2 separate regions of the Xenopus laevis genome follow, and region 2 is linked to region 1. The links are chromatin contacts, called in public Hi-C maps. All regions are on one chromosome and are shown on one strand. The core of a region is the stretch at or near the end of the contact, and the rest is flanking DNA. Distances in the headings are between cores, read along the strand shown.

Region 1 (3,737 bases), core at 717-3,216:
CAATTCTTACACAATTCAGCCCCGGGCTAAAAACCATACCTCCCAACTGTATGTATTTTTTATTTAAAGGGATACTGTCATGGGAAAAAAAAATGTTTTCAAAATGTCAGTTTCAGTTTATAGTGCTGCTCCAGCAGAATTCTGCACTGAAATCTATTTCTCAAAAGAGCAAACAGATTTTTTTATATTCAATTTTGAAATCTGACATGGGGCTACACATATTGTCAATTTTCCAGCTGCCCCAAGTCATGTGAAAAAACTTTGACTTAATTTCGGTTGGTCTTTTTGAAGTTTTTCCAATTCGAAATTCGACCCTTGATAAATATGCCCCTAAATGGGAACTATCAAGAAAATGAAAATTGAATATGAGCTTCAGCAAACTGAAATAAGAAACTTTCTAAATACAATCAATTAAATAATCTGCATCATTTCTGAAATAATTAGGGATACACTATTTTGGATTCGGTCGAACCCCCGGATCCTTCGCAAAAGAATTCAGAATCCTAATTTGCATATGCAAATTAGGGGTGGGAAGGGGAAAACATTTTTTACGTAACTCGATTTTTCTCCCCGCCCCTAATTTGCATATGCAATTTTGGATTCGGTCGGCCGGGCAGAAGGATTCGGTCGAATCTAAATCCTGCTGAAAAAGTCAGAATCCCGAACCGAATCCTGGAATCAGTGCATCCCTAGAAATAATCAAGTTTATCTTAACTATTCCTCTCTCAGCATCTGTTTCTCTTCTTTCTGTCTTATTTCAGGAGTTGGGTGTGAGATATTCATTGACAGATCCAATATATCTTATAGGGGGGCTTCCTTTCCTAGTAGATGTATTAGAGCTCACACAAATAACTGATTCAAGTACAAACAAAATGTAACAAAATAACTGCCCTTTGCACAAATCCTGCATGTAGAGAGACATGATGTCTGGTGATTTTAATAGAGTGAGCTCTAATACATCTTCTAGGCAAAAGGAGCCCCCCTATTAGATATATTGGATCTAACTGTCAGTGAATATCTGACACCCAACTGCTGCATGAAGAGAGAATGAAGAGAAACAGATGCTGAGAGAGGGATAGTGAACATAAACTTGATTATTTCAGAAACAGTACAGAATTTTTCTTTGACTATATTTAGAAAGTCTCTTATTTCAGTGTGCTGAAGCTTATATTTAATTTTCATTTTGCGATAGTTCCCCTTTAAAGGGACAGCCTCCTAAAATTGGATTGGTTTTTGAATATGAAAAAGTCCAAAACAACTGTGATTTGTTCATGTGGTCTTGGACTACAGCATCCAAAATCCCTCCAACAGCTTAAAGGGATCCTGTCATCGGAAAACATGTTTTTTTCAAAATGAATCAGTTAATAGTGCTACTCCAGCAGAATTCTGCACTGAAATCCATTTCTCAAAAGAGCAAACAGATTTTTTTATATTCAATTTTGAAATCTGACATGGGGCTAGACATTTTGTCAATTTCCCTGCTGCCCCTGGTCATGTGACTTGTGCCTGCACTTTAGGAGAGAAATGCTTTCTGGCAGGCTGCTGTTTTTCCTTCTCAATGTAACTGAATGTGTCTCAGTGAGACATGCGTTTTTACTATTGAGTGTTGTTCTTATATCTACCAGGCAGCTGTTATCTTGTGTTAGGGAGCTGCTATCTGGTTACCTTCCCATTGTTCTTTTGTTTGGCTGCTGGGGGGGGGGGGGAAGGGAGGGGGTGATATCACTCCAACTTGCAGTACAGCAGTAAAGAGTGGTTGAAGTTTATCAGAGCACAAGTCACATGACTTGGGACAGCTGGGAAATTGACAAAATGTCTAGCCCCATGTCAGACTTCAAAATTGAATATAAAAAAATCAGTTTGCTCTTTTGAGAAATAGATTTCAGTGCAGAATTCTGCTGGAGCAGCACTATTAACTGATTCATTTAGAATTTTTTTTTCCCCATGACAGTATCCCTTTAAGATATTCCTAGGCATTTGGTAATGGATGTTAATATAGTATTTATTATTCAGGGATCATTATTTGTCTATTCTGCCTCTTTCTACCCTGAAGCTTAGAGTGCAGAGTGTGTGGTTTGCTGGGGTCAATAAGGAGTCTGCATGGCAAGATAACTAACCCACTTTCAGTCTTGTATTTATTAATACAGCCAGCCTGCTTTGGTTTGTAATCATCCTGATGTATGTTACTCCATTGAGTTCAAGGACATAAAACCAAGGAGCTATGTAATAAAAGGTGTAATAAAAGGTGCAAAGTTTGCTTCAGGTCTTGTCACCTATAGCAGCCAATCAGCGGTTAGCATTTACCGGTCACCTGTCTGAAAGCAAACGTCATATTGGTTAGTATGGGTTACTGAACCTGGCAATTAATTATTAATATTATTAATTGCCCCAAAGTGTTTTTTTTTTTTTTTTTTTTACAAGGACAGTTACTTTGGGTTGGGGGTCTCGTCAAGCTGTTGCTACTTACCAGTTGTATCGAAATCTTTCTGTGGTTCCTATAGTCAGGTGGACTTGTTGGGTGCGGCTCTAATCTAATAGGGAAGTTGATGCAGTTCCAACTGGCTGTTAATCAGTGACTTCCACTTCTAGAGACGGTATGTACAGTATTTTTGTGTTTGTATTTTTAGGAGCCTCAAATCCTTGCCTTGGTAAATGATAGGGGTCCTGGTTCCTAAGAATCTACTCATTTTGTACCAGAAATTTTGGAAGGGGACAGAACTCAAGTGCACAAATATACCCACTGCAAACTACCTAGGAAGGCACTACTTCAGCCTGATTATTACATTGATATATTGCTTGTACCTAGCCTAACACTTCATTTAAAGGGATACTGTCATGGGAAAACATGTTTTTTTTTTTTCAAAACACGTCAGTTAATAATGCTGCTCCAGCAGACTTCTGCACTGAAACTCAAAAGAGCAAACAGATTTTTTTTTATATTTAATTTTGAAATCTGACATGGGGCTAAACATATTGTCAGTTTCCCAGCTGCCCCCAGTCATGTGACTTGTGCACTGATAAAATTCAGTCACTCTTTAATGCTTTCCCCTGTCTTCCGCCAGCTATAATGAAAAATCGCCTGCGGCATGGCACACGCGGCGTTTCGTTTTCCAAACTCGTCCGAAGTTGCCTCATGAGGAAACTTTGGGCGACTTTGGAATATAAAGTGCCGCGTGTGCCATGCTGCAGTGGATGTTTCATTATAGCTATCGGAAGACAGGGGGAAGCAGTTCTGGGAGATTAGTCACCACAAAGCAGAGCTGATTAGTCGCCAGGTGACTAAGGCTAGGGCCACACGGGAAGATTCACGGAGATTGGTCGCCTGGCGACTAATCGCCGCGTCTTTGAGGCGACTAATCTCCCTGAATGGCTTGCTGGTATCTTGCAGCCGCTAGCGCTAAAGTCGCCTGCGCCTATTCACATGCCAGGCGACTAATCTTCCTGAAATATTCCCGTGTGGCCTAGCCCTGAATCTCCCCAAATTTCCAGGTGTGCCCTTACCCTAACAAAAGAACAATGGGAAGGTAACCAGATAACAGCTCCCTAATACAAGATAACTGCTGCCTGGTAGATCTAAGAACAGCACTTAATAGTAAAATCCAGGTCCCACTGCGAGACATTCAGTTACATTGAGTAGGAGAAACAACAACCTGCCAGAAAGCAGTTTCACCCTAAAGTGCTGGCTCTTTCTGAAATCACATGACCAGGCAAAATGACCTGAGATGGCGCCTACACAC
Region 2 (3,737 bases), core at 460-2,959, 260 kb before region 1:
TAGGGGGGAAAGTCAGTGCGAATTAGGTCAATGTGGTTTTCAGAAAACAGTTTTTGAGAACATTTCTGATTTTGATAAATAACTCCCCCAGACTTGCCCGACTGCTTATTGCTGTTTGGCTGTCAGGGGTAACTTGGCCTCCTGCCTGATTGGGCATATTGGGTATAACTACAGGTAACAGAACCCCACTAAGCCTGGCTTGTACAATATCTTGTTAACAAAAACAAATTCCAGTTATACCGTCAGAGAATAAATGAGATGAAGCAACTGTAACTGTATGTGCACAACCAGTGTCGGACTGGCCCACCGGGAAACCAGGAAAACTCCCGGTGGGCCCAGGTGTCAGTGGGCCTCTTGCTTCTAACCATTTGGCCTATTTCTTAATGAGGGTTAATAATGGAAGAATATAGTGTAGTATGAAAGAGACTAGGAGCATAAAGAGGTTGAGTGAGGAGAGGAGGTATAGTAGTTTGGAAAGTGGGCCTTCAGTCTAAGATTTTCTGGTGGGCCCCTGGCATCCCAGTTCAACACTGTGCACAACTGTTTTGTCTTCATGAGCCTGACCTTAATAAACTGACCATTTCATACTTGAAGGTCTATGAAGAACATGTTGAAGCTGAGAGGGCCATAAAAACATAGGGGTATCTTTATCATGCTGTGTACAAAGTGGAGTAAAACATTACCAGTGATGTTGCTCATATCAAACAATCGGATCTTCGCTTTTGTTTTCTAACTGTTGAAATCTAATTGTTGATTGTGCTACGGGCAACATCACCAGTAATGCTTCACCTACAAGTTAGAAAACAAGATCTGATTGGTTGCAATGGGCACAGTGGCAGAATTACCGGGGGTGCAAGGGGTGCGACTGTACCAGGGCCCGCACCCCTTGGGGCCCTTTTGGAGAGAGTTGGGGGGGGCCAGGCTGCATGGCCTGCATCTAGGGTTGCCACCCGGCCGGTATTTTACCAGCCTAGCCGGTAAAACACCTGCTAGGGCCGGTATTACAAATTTACCGGCAATTTTGTAATACCATGTACAAAATCCCTTGCCCGCCAATGAAAATGTACATTTTCTTTGGCTTCGGGCGGTGGTCCCGCCCCTTTTGTGACGCTACCCCCGTGGCTCCACCCCTCTTTGCGTCGCGCCCCGTCGGCTTTTTGCGTCACATCCCGCCCCTTTATTTTCCACCCCCACTGCCCGGTAATTTTTTTTTTTAATAGGTGGCAACCCTACCTGCACCTCTGCCCTGCTGGGGTTGTTAGGTTACTGTATGGGCAATATCACCGGTGATGAGTGCTGCATTCATGACACTGGCTGGCAGTTGTGCAGCCAGGAATAGGACGGTCTCACATACATACCCACTCATTAAAGTGAGGCTAAACTATACTATATATATAATATATACTATACTATAAACTCTTGTTACAAGCTCCCCTACAGGGTACCTGTATTTGGGTTTGTTTTTGTACATTTTGCAGGAAATACAGCATTCCCATGTGACGAGACTGTCATTTTATCTTTATGATTCTGGTCAATCTGAATGCAGATAAGACAGACTAAGGGTGAGTATGTATGGGTATTATACAATGATCTAATTATAGTTTTTATCCTTTGACGCTAAGCAGACTATCAGCTCAAGCATAAATTCTAAATTCTAAAGAAACATTGGTGTGATGGAGAGTGTAATTCCCGTATCTACCACCATGTGTCGCTCAAGGAGAGGACATTAAATCCATGAATAGTGTGACAAAAAGACATGATCTTTGATCCCTAAATTACATAATGTGATTATAAGTCTTTATGGGTGAAATTATTTACTCCCTATTTCTGTCCAGTTCCCCTTCTTCACATCCAGGAAAGCAACAGTCATACACATTATTTGCTTTCTGCTGGGAGTGGTAAACACACAAATGAAAGCAAATAGAAAAGTTCAACAAGATCAGATTTCTCCATCATTCATCTTGGCTGCCTGAGCCGGGGAAAGCCTCTCCAGTCGTTGGCATCCTCCAGTGTGACAAGGTGTGTGTGCGCTACTGCTTGGGATCTGTACACTGACTGGAGCAGCTTATTGGACAGGCAGAGTGGGGGATTTTCTCCTGCATATATACACCTGGGGGTCCATTTGCCAGTAGTATAGGCAGAGTGGGGGATTTTCTCCTGCATATATACACCTGGGGGTCCATTTTCCAGTAGTATAGGCAAATTGTGGGATTTTTTCCTGCATATACACACATGGGGGTCCATTTGCCAGTAGTATAGGAAGAGTGGGGGATTTTCTCCTGCATATACACACCTGGGGTCCATTTCCAAGTAGTACAGGCAGAGTGGGGGATATTCTCCTGCATATACATACCTGGGGGTCCATTTGCCAGTAGTACAGGCAGAGTGGGGGAAATTCTCCTGTATATACACACCTGGGGTCCATTTGCCAGTAGTATAGGCAGAGTGGGGGATTTTCTCCTGTATATACACACATGGGGTCCATTTGTCAGTAGTATAGGCAGAGTGGGGGATTTTCTCCTGTATATACACACCTGGGGGTCCATTTGCCAGTAGTACAGGCAGAGTGGGGGAAATTCTCCTGCATAGCTGCACCTATAGGTCCCTGTGGCAGTAGAGACATGATAGAGCCCCTATAGGTTCCCTGGAAGTGTCTGTACTAGGAGGGAAAACAGAGTTGAAGGTTTTTTTTAAGTAATGTCCCTGTGCCAATAGGAAGGTCAGACTGGGCTCAGACATTTTCTAGCAGATCTGACAGCAGATGAAGAAGATCTTATGCAGAGCAATCAGTGTCGGTGCCACATAACAGCAGTTTTAAATAGAAAAAGCAGACGGGGCATTTACTTACAATTGTTCCAACCTAGAGAAATAGCAGAGTGAGGGCCCCTGGCACAAGGGAATCACAGTGGGGCCCCTGATCATTAGCTGAAGGGCCCCGCAAGCAATACGATCATTTCCAGTAGGTGGTAAAGCGAGAAGCAGTTTCCCGGTAGAAGTCGCAAGCGCAGCGATTCCTGTAGGAGCGATCATTAGGCGCGTGTGACGGCAGTGGGTTTCCCTTAATAAATCGCCGCAAACTAATGAGCGAGTCCCATGGGAGACAGAGCGCTTGTTACGTCTGCAGCGCAAGTGGATAAAGAGTCTGCGCTTTCCTGCGACTGGGGAATCGCACGGGAGGGACAACAGCACTCGCACCAACCTGCATTGTTTCCTCCCACATCCAATTCGATATTATATCAGACCAGCAGCCACCTCACCACATCCTAAACTATATCTAGAAGAAGCAGCCACACAGGACTGCCCGTGCTTTCCAATAGCTGAGAGACGCTGCAACTTTTTTTCCCAATTAGTCTTTGCCATTCACTGGGCAGAAAAGCTGACTCTTCAAAGTGCCACGGGTCTGTGCCATTCATTGGGCAGAAGAGCTGATGCTTCAAAGTGCCACTGGTCTGTGCCATTGACTAGGCAAAAGAGCTGATGCTTCAAAGTGTCACTAGTCTTTGCCATTCACTGGGCAGAAGAGCTGATGCTTCAAAGTGCCACTGGTCTGTGCCATTCAACAGCCAGGAGAGCTGAAGCTTTCTGCAAAGTACTAGAGAGCAGCAGACAAGGTGAGTTGATTGTGGCTTTAAGGTTACACTCAGTTTGGGTGTTTTGTATCACTTGTGCACAATAACACACAGTTCTGTTAGTGATTGTTGGGGATGCCTTGTAGTAGTATTATTATTATTAGTAAA

Evidence for each region. Hi-C and Micro-C count contacts between places; a contact is called where the count stands out from the background.
Region 2: a contact with region 1 is called in a Hi-C map of the XL177 cell line, with 3 times the contacts expected there. The contact joins the promoter of alkal2.S here to the promoter of LOC108717488 in region 1.

The regions. Positions count from the first base shown.
Region 1 is chr5S:121,016,941-121,020,677 of Xenopus_laevis_v10.1, reverse strand. LOC108717488 (F-box only protein 25) reads left to right here and starts at 1,966. Exons shown (of 10, transcript XM_041565018.1): 1 at 1,966-2,594.
Region 2 is chr5S:121,274,123-121,277,859 of Xenopus_laevis_v10.1, reverse strand. It overlaps alkal2.S (ALK and LTK ligand 2), which reads left to right and starts at 1,709. Exons shown (of 6, transcript XM_041565022.1): 1 at 1,709-3,611.